3 separate regions of the Zea mays genome follow, and all the other regions are linked to region 3. Evidence: chromatin contacts called from public Hi-C data. All regions are on one chromosome and are shown on one strand. The core of a region is the stretch at or near the end of the contact, and the rest is flanking DNA. Distances in the headings are between cores, read along the strand shown.

What was found. A called contact is a pair of places that touch in the nucleus more often than the background predicts.
Region 1: a contact with region 3 is called in a Hi-C map of leaf, with 4 times the contacts expected there. The contact joins the promoter of LOC103629819 here to the promoter of LOC103629817 in region 3. A contact is called at or near these places in 6 of 25 Hi-C or Micro-C datasets (bundle sheath, leaf, leaf mesophyll and 1 more).
Region 2: a Hi-C map of bundle sheath shows a contact between it and region 3, with 5 times the contacts expected there. The contact joins the promoter of LOC103629816 here to the promoter of LOC103629817 in region 3. A contact is called at or near these places in 10 of 25 Hi-C or Micro-C datasets (bundle sheath, ear, endosperm and 5 more).

The regions. Positions count from the first base shown.
Region 1 is chr6:115,171,368-115,175,154 of Zm-B73-REFERENCE-NAM-5.0, reverse strand. LOC103629819 (K(+) efflux antiporter 4) reads right to left here and starts at 1,845. Exons shown (of 20, transcript XM_008650921.4): 1 at 1,269-1,845; 2 at 1,027-1,070. The coding sequence starts at 1,602.
Region 2 is chr6:114,831,024-114,835,049 of Zm-B73-REFERENCE-NAM-5.0, reverse strand. LOC103629816 (protein SHORT ROOT IN SALT MEDIUM 1) reads left to right here and starts at 1,250. Exons shown (of 22, transcript XM_008650917.3): 1 at 1,250-1,521; 2 at 1,647-1,797; 3 at 1,890-2,021; 4 at 3,820-4,026. The coding sequence starts at 1,723.
Region 3 is chr6:114,998,765-115,002,662 of Zm-B73-REFERENCE-NAM-5.0, reverse strand. LOC103629817 (receptor-like protein kinase 5) reads left to right here and starts at 1,741. Exons shown (of 2, transcript XM_008650918.4): 1 at 1,741-3,898. The coding sequence starts at 2,040.

The DNA.
Region 1 (3,787 bases), core at 596-3,095, 170 kb before region 3:
CATTAATTTCTTTTAGAATGACATTCTTATAATCCTTCAAATTTCTGAGATTTTGCAAGTATTTTCAATCAATTCTGTGCACTTTCATGTTCTCGATCTAAATAATTTAAAAGTTAGTGATGTTTGTAGTTTTAAGGTTTGACTAACTCTTGTCCCAGACAATATGTTTTTATAACCAGAAGGAGTATTATGAAGAAATGACGAAGTAACAAACATACTAATGGGAAGCTGAACCTTTGAAATGAACTACTCGATGTAGCAACCATGTAGATCAAACATGAACTCCAGTAGGGAAACAGAACTAGGATGTCCAAATTAGAATTTTCTGTAGCATCTTAGGAACACGACAAACAATTTATAATTGTCTTCAGTAGTAGCTAATGGGTACAATAAAAATAGTCATGCCCATGCTAATCACCTCTCATGTGCAATTGTGCACGACAAACATATAGTCATACTTATTATTGCCAGGCATAGCACAAAATAAACAACAGCCAAGACATTGGTTTCCCTCATCAGCACTAGGAAAATGCCGAACAAATAACATAAAGCAAAATGACCATATAAAGTCAAAGGGCCCATTGGCCCAATAGCTATACTATGATGACATATGGATGGGTCGTTGAATGCTAGGATTATATAATTCAGCTTATGGACTATATAAGCATCTATTGACCTGCTTATGGATTATTATAATCTAGGTATCTAGATTACATAATCCACCTGTGTTGTTTGTTTAACTCTCAACTTATTTAAGCTGGATTATATAATCTAGAGGGTAAACAAACAGGACCTAAATACAATCTGGGTCAAGGCAACATAACTACATACTAGCAGATTCGCAAGTGTAGGAATCAGGCACAGGCCAGTTCAAAAGCGAATTTCCCTTCATTCACAAATTCCAACATGGAATTGGTAAGCAAATCACCCAAAACCTAGTTGTGGCAGACCCAATGTTGAATCACAGAATCATGAACCCTGCCAACAAAGGGGCAGCACACAAACAAAATGGCGCAATGAACTCACCTGCTTCTCAGCTACCGTGTTGTTGAAGCTGCCAGGGTCGGTCTCTGCAAAACCAGAGCTCAGATTAGCACAAGCAACTCCAAGTTCAGACATAGGACCTCCATTCTCAACGTCCCCACACGCTCCAACCACCGAGGCCGAGATCTAAACAGCACGGCCACCGACACACGCCACCGGCCCCAGAACCAGATCCCGCGCCCGAACGGGACGATGCATCCCTGGAGTTGGCCAGATCCACGCACCTCCACCGCCCTGCTCGCCCTCGGACTCCGGGAACTCCTTCTCCAGCGCGCGGTCGATCATGTCGGCAAGGCTGCCCTCCTTGGCCTCCGTGGCATTGCCCTGAGCCACCACCTCGCCGCCGGCTTCCGCCACGGCAACCCCATCCCCGCGCGCCTCCGCCTCGGCCTCTACCTCCGGTTTCCCCGCGCGGCCCTCGTGCCCAGCGCCGCCGTCAGCTGCTTCGGCGGCCGCAGCTGGGGAAAATGCGACGGCCGCAGCGAGGAGCAGGCCGCAGACGAGGAACGGGAGGGGGAAGGAGCAGCCCGGGTGGTTGCTACGGCGACGTGTCAGCATCGCCGCCGAGGGGGTGGGGGTTTGGCAGGCGAGCGGGCAGCGCGTCGGAGACCGTGTGGCGGCTGACTGGCCGTGGCCGGCTCCGCTGGGGTTTAAATTTTCTGGAAGGCGAACGGAGCGCGGATGTGACGGTGTGCGCCGCTCGTGCCGGGGAAGGGACGCACGCGCTCGCGCTAGCACACGCAGGTGCAGAAGCAGAGAGCCAGAGGGGGGGTGGACCGGTGGAGGGAGACGCTTGTTTTGTTGGTGACTTCGCCTCCAAGTGTACGTATTTTATTGTTGTCGTGATTTTGTGGCCACGGCGAGCGAATTTATTAGGTACACTAAATACAATACCCGTGTTTACAAGGACACATAAATATTTAATAAAATATCAGTACATAACGGTTACATAAAAATAAAAAACGAATAATATATAGATAGAAGTTGAGAGTTAATATAAATGCTCATGGTGGTTACATTATTGGTTCCGTATGCAAAAGACAATACTTATCTTATTAGACGAGATGTGGGAATAAAATCATATATACGGGCTTTCGCGCACACTCATGGTGATGAGATAAGACTTATCTTATACGGTTGTAAAACGAGACGTAGAGTAAAAATAGATATACGCTCCGCGCGTGACACATGAGTGACGGTGGGATTTTGGGTTGATTTCAAAGAAATGTGAGGGCCTTATGTAAAAGTGATGACGTAGAATAACCGTTGAAACTGGTGATTTAGAGGGTGTTTGAATGTATTAGAACTAATAGTTATTTAGCTAAAATATACTAGTAGAATTAGCTAGCTAATAAATAGTTAGCTAACTAGTAGCAAATTTACTAAAAATAGCTAATATTTGAACTGTTAGCTAGAGTGTTTGGATGTCTCTAGCTAATTTTATCCACTAACCATTATCTCTAGTGCATTCAAACATCATCTTATAGTAAGTAAAGAAAAGGGCGAACCAATTCCCTAAGCCTATAAACTTGTTTGCACAAAATACTGATTCACATTAAGGCTGTCTACAGCAACGTTCTCTAAGTTTCGTTTTCTAAATTAATATTATTTGTTCTTTACGGTGCACTCTAAAAGATAAGATAAAACAAGCCTAATCGCTGTAACTGAATTTTATATCCTGTATCCGCCTCGACACCACATCGTTGCCCTATTGCGGTTGCGGCAGCAGCACTTGGCGGCGGTTGCATGCATGAGCGCCCACTCCAGCTCCAGGCTACACCATCGCCTTCAATTGCCGCTTTTTTCGCTGTGGTCGTCACTGCCACCACACGCTGCTTTTTCGTCGGGAGGCATGGAGGGAGAGGACCGAACTAACTAGGATCCACCACGGATGTGGAGGTGGAGGTGGAGGTGGAGGTGGAGGGGATGCGGGCCAAAGCACCGTTAGATTCATACAGGAGCACTCGCCGCCCCGCTGCGGCGGGGTGCAGGTGCAAAGCGAAGACGCCAGTCACTTTGGACGGCTAGCTGCTGCGATGGATTGGAGCCGGCCTCACTTCAGCCGAGCACCATCCCCCAGCCGGCCAGCCCCCAGCCTCCCACAGGTGGGCATTAATTAATGCATTATTATTATGCGTGATGCTCGATGTCAGTGGTGGCCTCTGATCAGCTGGTTTGGCCACAGTCCACTTCTCGGTGGTCAAACGCCCAACTCCAAATAAACCGGCCGCGATGCACCACGACTGCACGAGGCTAGAGAACCGGTCGTGTTTCGTCACCAAGAAAATGGAAGGGAAAAGAAACGGTCGCTTTCAGAGCTGCTAGCCTGATTTCTTTTCTATCTGATCTTTTACGTTTTTCACGACGAAGAGGCTGGATGCATGTGCCTTCGCTGCGTCAGAAGCGTCCTCTAGCTTTTTGATTGGGTGCGAGTGCGATGCGAGCCAGCCAACAAGTCTTCAAACGCCCTGCAGGCTGCACGACGTACAACAAATATATCAGAGAGAAAAAGTCTTCGTCGGAAACGTGGGGATCCTGCTGCACGTACGGGAGACACCGTACCTTTGGTCGTCTACACCCTCGCGTACGGTGCACTGGTAAAAACAGTAGAGTACTGTGCGTAACTCGCAATAATCTCGGCTGGCTGCAGCCTGCCCTGCAGCGCGCCCAATTCCTCCCAGTACAAGCAAGCCATGTGTTCTGGAAATACACTTGCATTGCATCCATAGGACACGAGACGATA
Region 2 (4,026 bases), core at 1-2,500, 170 kb after region 3:
GACTGCGGTCACTTCGGCTCTGTCGACTGAAGGGCGCACGTCAGGATAAGGTGTCAGGCCACCCTTGCATTAAATGCTCCTGCGATACGGTCGGTTGGCGCGGCGATCTGGCCAAGGTTGCTTCTTGGCGAAGACTGGGCCTCGGGCGAGCCGAAGGTGTGTCCGTTGCTTGAGGGGGTCCTCGGGTGAGACGTGAATCCTCCGGGGTCGGCTGCCCTTGCCCGAGGCTGGGCTCGGGCGAGGCGAGATCGTGTCCCTTGAGTGGACCGAGCCTTGACTTAATCGCACCCATCAGGCCTTTTCAGCTTTGTGCTGATGGGGGTTACCAGCTGAGATTAGGAGTCTTGGGGGTACCCCTAATTATGGTCCCCAACAAGGGTATTACGATCCGGCGGCCCGAACCACTCTAAACTCATGCGTGTTCTTGTGTTCATTCCTTCATCTCGCAACAAGCAAAACGCTTAGGCCCCTCCTCATCTTAGGATTTAGGGCGGGTGCACTCCGCCACCCGGCCGGAGATTTCCTCTCCGACAGATACCAATGCCGAACTAGACACTTGCTTAATTGCTAAGACTAACATAAGCTGGCTCTGACATCGCCGATTTGCTCGTGTTGGGATAAAGAATCTTCACAAGCTTCTAAAGGGGAACACATTTTAGGACCAACCAATGTTCATTTTGAGAAATTTGTAGCGTATGTCAAGCAGGGAAGCAGGTTGGAGCTCATCATCCACACAAGAACATCATGACGACCGAGAGGCCGTTTGAGCTATATTTTTCTATTTTACAAAAAATCATATATATATATATATTTGTATAATTTACATTCAATATTAAAAATACCTAAGTATGATGCTTAATGGCTAGACGACTTAAACGAGTGTCTCCTGCTCTTCTTCCATGAGGGAATGGTTCAAACCTCATCTCCTGCACCGTTTTTTAATATTTTATGTTGATTTAACCAAATGGCCCGACGGGTTAACGGGCTGGTCTGACACGGTCAGCAGGCCGACGTGTCGTGCCTAGGCCGAAGCTGTGACCCGCGAGCGTTGAACCTAGCGGGCCCCTACATGGTTACGCGGAAGGGACAATCAGACAAACATGTGCAGCGGATTAATTTAAAATAGTTGTGAGTAGTTATTTATAAAATAGATGTGAGTAGTTATTTATAAAAAGATGATACAAAATGATCGTTAAAATTGATACTTTAATATAATATAAAGTAGAAAGAGAGAAATATAGGGGCCCATGACCATTAGGGCAAGGGGCACGGAAAACCGAGCAAAATATAATAACCGAGCATCTGATATTACAGGCGCAAACGCAACAGGTTACACCACTAGCTGGCGTTCTCCGAACCCCTCGCGGAAACCCTTCCGGCTCCCGCCGCTCTCCCGCCGCCATCACTCGCCGCTCTCCCGCTGCCAACCGTTGCCTTCAGGCTCCAGCCGCCGGCACGGCTCTGCGTACGGGGGGATTCACTTCCATCCGACACCATCTGGCCTTCTCTTCCATCTCGTGGGTAAACCCTAGCTCATGCATCGGGCAGCGGAACGAATCTGCGGACACGGTGGCTGTATTGGTTGGACTCCTAGCCTCGTTCGTTCTTGGTGCTAAAACATCTAGGGTTTCCTTCTTTCCTCGCAGGTGTTTGTTCGTGCGCGTGGATTGTTTTGTCCGTGTCTGGTGCCCGTGCAAGAGCCCCTAAGCTGGTGCGTCCGCCATGTTTCCCCCCAAAGGGCCCAACCACTACGGGCAGCCGCCGCCTTACGGCGGGCAGCAGCCGTACAGCCAAATCGTAAGGCTCTATGAAGGATCTTGCTGTTTTTTTGTTGGACGCAGATTTGTTATGAATGATAATTTGTGTTCCCGTCATGTTCTCTATTTCAGCCTAGTAGCACTGGATTTGCAGCCCCGACAGCAGCAGGTGGCACTGATGGTGGTCGGTTTGGTGGGCGTGGAGGACAAGGGGCTGCTGCACAGTATGGAGGGCCTTATGCATCAGTGTATGGCACCCAACAGGTGGTCAACTATAACTGCTTTGTTCTTTTCTTTGCTGTTTTCTAGATGAAATATGTAATTCATCACACAAATTTATTATCCATTGTGTTGATTCTCACTCATTGATATGTTTGGCGCACTTGTCGTGTAGCTTGTTTTTTGTTTTTGTGTTGCTTGTATCAGTGAGGAACCTTGATTCAAGGAAAATATTGAAGTTTTTAAGCTGCTGGTATGGTACTTTAGTTTGTAGTTATAGGGTCAAAATGTTACAAAGTTGCATTGTTTTTGGCATTAGAAAATTTGATGGATCAACATGGACATTTGGGATTGTTGATTCCAGGCTACGTCAATTAAATCTTTGTGAAGTATTGCTGGCAGAATTTCTATGTGTGCTTGGCTATCCTTCTTGCTAATCTGAATTCTAAAATCTTGTTTTACATTCCTAATACATATTCTGTCTTATTGTGTAATGCTCTGCAATTTGAAACACAAGATTAAAGGACAATGAAATATTTATTTTTGGAAGTTAGGTGCAAAAGGTCATCTTCTGTTTGGATTATGCAAAACAAATACCATCAATTCCAGTAACCGATATTGTTATAACAGTTTGTGCAATAACTTAAGCAAAATCTGTATCAGGTCCTACACATCTTGGAACAGGAAATGCTTCCAGAAAGAGAAGTTGGTTAACAAAAAATCCATTTATTAGGTTCCCCTGTACAAAACATGCTAAGCTTTGTTACCTCCAGCTGGCATTTTATGTCCAGTTTTGGAGTCTTAAGATACAGTTTTATTGAACTGGAAAAAAATCTTAACTTATCCTATGTTATTACCTTTTTGGTTGTTTTTTACTTGATTTGTTCCCCGACAATTCAGCAGCAGAATCTGCTGGGACTTGATGTTCTGTACTATGCAGGTTGGGATCAGTATTTCAGAAGCTGTGTCATATGTGAGCTGATTTTTTTTTTGTTTTTCGGGGATGTGGAGTTATGTGTTGTGGACTGTTAATCACCTTTGCTTGCCTAATTGGCCACCTAGCCTTGCTGATTGTGCCCTAACTGCAGCTTCTGATCACCACCTAGAGCCTAAGTGTTCCCTTAGTAGACGGATTTTTTTAACACTGGTTTCGTAGACAGAATAACATCAAAGTTGTCATTATTTACCAGCTATAAATAGAAATCCATGTCTTATCTCCGCACCCCCGTAGCTATCCTATTTATTTTTGTGGCAGCTGCTCTGTACCATTTGGGATATTAATCTGTTTGATTGTTCTCCAACTGTAATTTCTTCTATATTAAGGGCCAGGATGATACTTCTTTCATAGCTTTTACACTCAGCAAACATCAAATAGCATTTCTACTTCTCTTCGTGGATTGTTGGCTGTATATTGCAATGATAAGAACTTGATTTGTGTCTGTAGGTTTTTAGTTGCATTTGTAATGCATGGCAAGGTGCCAAAATTAAGTACACCCACAACATCATATGCCACACATCTATATCTGGCTATTTAAAACCATGATACTAAGTTTGTACCCTGAATAGTGGCTGCTATGAGTCTATGAAGGAATTTGTGCCTACCATAACCATTCATATGCATTTCTGTTATTTGAGCTTTGTTTAACCCTTGTTTTAGTCACTCAAGTGACCCTTCCTTCATGTCAATCCCTGCCAATCACATGTTTCAGCTGTTTCAGTCATTTTCTCTTATTGGTTAGAGTTCACTTCTTGTGATCTTCAACTTGTACTGTTGCAGTTGCATGTGGTTCCCACATTTTTTTTGGCAAATATCTCAACTGAATATCCTCGTTCTTTCCAACAGGTTGGTGGACTTGGTGGCAAAGGTCCAGCTTCTTCAAGTCTTCCTAGCTTGCCAAATCGTCCAACTTCTCTCACTGAGTCATCCAAGTTCACATCTGCACCTGTGGGGTCTGGCCTGGCAAGACCAAATGATGACTATATGGCTGTGCGAGGTTATGCACAGAAGCAAGACCAATATGGCACAGATTATCCACTAGAGAGACGTATG
Region 3 (3,898 bases), core at 492-2,991:
CCCTGCCTCACCTCTCCCTCCGACTCCAAGTTGTCACTGTCATATGGCCCCGCCAGTTCACCCGTGCGTGCAGCATTGTGACCCCGACTCGGAGGGAGAGGCCGTCCGACTCACCTTCCCCTCCGCACAGCCTCGGTCTGGTCGGCAGTCTCGGAGGCCGCCCGACCCACCATGCCCTTGCCTCTCCTTCCCCTCCACGCATCCGCATAGCCACGGTGTGGCCGGCCGTTTCGGAGGCCGTCCGAGCCGCCATGCACCCGCATGGTGTCCCCGCCCGCGCTCCAGCGACCCAGCCGCGGATGGAGAGGGGAAGGCGACTCAGGTTCCACGTCCCTGCCCTCAATCACGCGATTTCCCCACTGTGAACATCGCCCAATCGCTCCTCGTTGTCGGTATCGTGCACCTCCACACCCTCATCGACTCTGCGATTCCCCTCCAACGTCACTGCCCTCCAGGTATGGGGGCGCGTCACGGACCCGGCGCAGTCGACCCTAGGAGGAGCACATCACGGCCTCCATCGCGCACCTCCACGCCATCATCCACTCCTACACGCACCCCCCGCCGTCGCCGCTCCGCGCCCGCTGATCCCGCTCGCGATGTGTGCTCGCAACAAACTGCGGCGGCTGGAGCGCGCAGACGGTGAATGGTGAAACCGATCGGACGGGAGGGGGAAGAAGGCGGCCAGGCAGGGACCAGCGAAGGGGGTCGGTGCGTCGCTCGCAGTCGCAGCGATGCGGGCGGGTGGGCGTCGGGGACTGTGTAGACAAGAGGTGCTCGCTAGCCGAGCTGAGCTGAGCTGTGTTGACTGGGACCAGAAGAAACGAAGCGCCCTCGTCGCTGGGGCGCTCGCTAACACGCCCGCGGCCATGCGGGGCAGAACAGTGCAGTGCAGCGGGCAGGGATATTTATGACGGGTATCCAAAAATAATTTTCTCTAAAATAACAAGACGAGGGCTCGGTAATTGAAGTGCTTATCATTGTGCATAAATGGTCGGCCTACCTGACGATGGTGGAACCGTGGAAGTAATTTGAGCAGAACCTGTCTCGCAAAAAAAAAAGAAAATTCAGAACAAAAGTATTTCTCTATCCCAAGGCCCAGGCAAAACTTTCTGCAGCACGGGCGCTCGGCCCGTTCCACATGACGATGTGGAGCTCCCACAGCCAGGAGCCGCCGCGGGACCACCGAGAGCATTTGATATTATATACAACAACGAAAAAAAAGAAACTGAAAGGGTGAGAGAATATCCCCGTTCACGAGGGCGTGCACGTGAGCGCACGCGGGGCTGCGCGATCTGACCGCATATAGTGACCTTATCAAATATGATTGATGTACCGTGGCAACGCACGGACATGATACTAGTTATGTGATTATGTCTTACATAATAGAAGGGAGAGGGTAGTTAATAAGCATTTTGATGGTGGGGGGGGGGAGGGGAGGGGGTAATATTTTTAAAAACAAGATAAGTTTTATGGTACAGACCTCTTATAACATAGTAATTGTTATCTATTTATGGGATATGAAATTCATTATTTACAAATCTATATAATGAAAGCCTTTCGTTAAGAAAGGTTGTTTTATCTATATTTATTTTATTATATGACATGATAGTATTGTAGTAAAGTGTAAACAACGCTAGCATTAGGATATGGACCGTGGAGGGAGTCGGTGAGATTAGTTTATTTGTACTCAGCGATTACAGGGTTAATCCTTTTACGAAACACTAACCGAGGTAGGAGCTATGACTAATTGACTATGGGAATTGGGAACTCGATTCTTACAGAAGAGACAGACAGAACAAAGTTGATTAGCATCCATCACTTTTGAGTGCGCCACTGGACCACCGAACAGCAGGCGGAGACCGTTGACGCTGACCACAACTCGCACACCCATTTCACACACACGTATAAAGAGCCGTGCACAAACTCGGACACCAGCCGTCACTCCCGCGGCATCACTCCGCCCGAGTCCCGTGATCCCGTCCCGTCTCATCTCCTCCTCACATCACAGCCGAGGAAGCTTCCAAGGACAAAAACAAAAAATGCGGCCCACCACGTCCTGCCATCGCTTCCCCCTGCTGCTCGTCTTGCTCCTCTTCCTCCTCGCCGGCGAGGGCCGCTCCCAGCCCGCCGCCGGCGGCGGCCCCAGTGACCGCGACACGCTGCTCGCCGTCAAGAAGGCCTGGGGCAGCCCCCCGCAGCTCAAGTCCTGGGACCCCGCCGCCGCCCCCGACCACTGCAACTGGACCGGCGTCACGTGCGCCACCGGCGGCGTTGGGGTCGTCACCGAGCTTATCCTGTCCAGGCAGAAACTCACGGGCTCCGTCCCGGCACCGGTGTGCGCGCTCGCGAGCCTCACCCACCTCGACCTCTCCTACAACAACCTCACGGGCGCCTTCCCCGGCGCCGCGCTGTACGCGTGCGCGAGGCTCACCTTCCTCGACCTCTCCACCAACCAGTTCTCGGGGCCACTCCCGCGCGACATCGACCGCCTCCTCTCGCGGTCGATGGAGCACCTCAACCTCTCCACCAACGGCTTCTCCGGAGAGGTGCCGCCCGCGGTGGCGGGGCTCCCGGCGCTCAGTTCCCTGCGGCTCGACACCAACAACTTCACTGGCGCGTACCCTGCGGCCGAGATAAGCAACCGCACCGGCCTCCAGACGCTCACGCTGGCCAACAACGCGTTCGCGCCGGCGCCGGTGCCCACCGAGTTCTCCAAGCTCACCAACCTGACATTTCTCTGGATGGATGGCATGAACCTCACCGGAGAGATCCCAGAGGCCTTCTCTAGCCTCGAACAGCTCACTCTATTTAGCATGGCTTCCAACAACCTCACCGGCTCGATCCCGGCATGGGTGTGGCAGCATCAGAAGCTCCAGTACATCTACCTGTTCCACAATGTCCTCTCTGGCGAGCTGACGCGCAGCGTGACGGCCTTGAACTTGGTTCATATCGATTTGTCGTCGAATCAGCTAACCGGAGAGATACCGCAAGACTTCGGCAATCTCAAGAACCTCACAACGCTGTTTCTATACAATAACCAGCTCACGGGCACCATCCCGGTGAGCATCGGGCTTCTACCACAGCTGAGAGACATCCGGTTGTTCCAGAACGAGCTGTCCGGAGAGCTCCCGCCGGAGCTGGGCAAGCACTCGCCGCTGGGCAACCTCGAGGTGTGCCTTAACAACCTCTCCGGCCCGCTGCGAGGGTCGCTCTGCGCTAACGGCAAGCTCTTCGACATCGTCGCCTTCAACAACAGCTTCTCGGGCGAGCTCCCCGCGGCGCTCGGGGACTGCGTCACTTTAAACAACTTGATGCTCTACAACAACAACTTCTCCGGCGACTTCCCGGAGAAGGTATGGTCGTTCCCAAATCTGACCTTGGTGATGATCCAGAACAACAGCTTCACTGGCACGCTGCCGGCCCAGATATCCCCCAAACTGTCACGGATTGAGATAGGCAACAACATGTTCTCCGGCTCCTTCCCGGCCTCGGCAGCAGGGCTCAAGGTGCTCCATGCGGAGAACAACCGGCTGGGCGGCGAGTTGCCGTCTGACATGAGCAAGCTCGCCAACCTTACTGATCTGTCAGTGCCCGGCAACCGGATCCCTGGCTCCATCCCAACATCGATCAAGCTGCTGCAGAAACTGAATTCGCTCGACATGAGAGGCAACCGGCTGACCGGCGCGATACCGCAGGGGAGCATCGGGCTTCTTCCAGCACTGACGATGCTTGACCTGTCCGACAATGAGCTCTCCGGCACCATCCCATCAGACCTAACCAACGCGTTCAACTTGCTTAACTTGTCATCAAACCAGCTCACCGGCGAGGTGCCGGCGCAGCTGCAGAGTGCGGCCTACGACCGGAGCTTCCTTGGCAACCGGCTCTGCGCCAGGGCGGG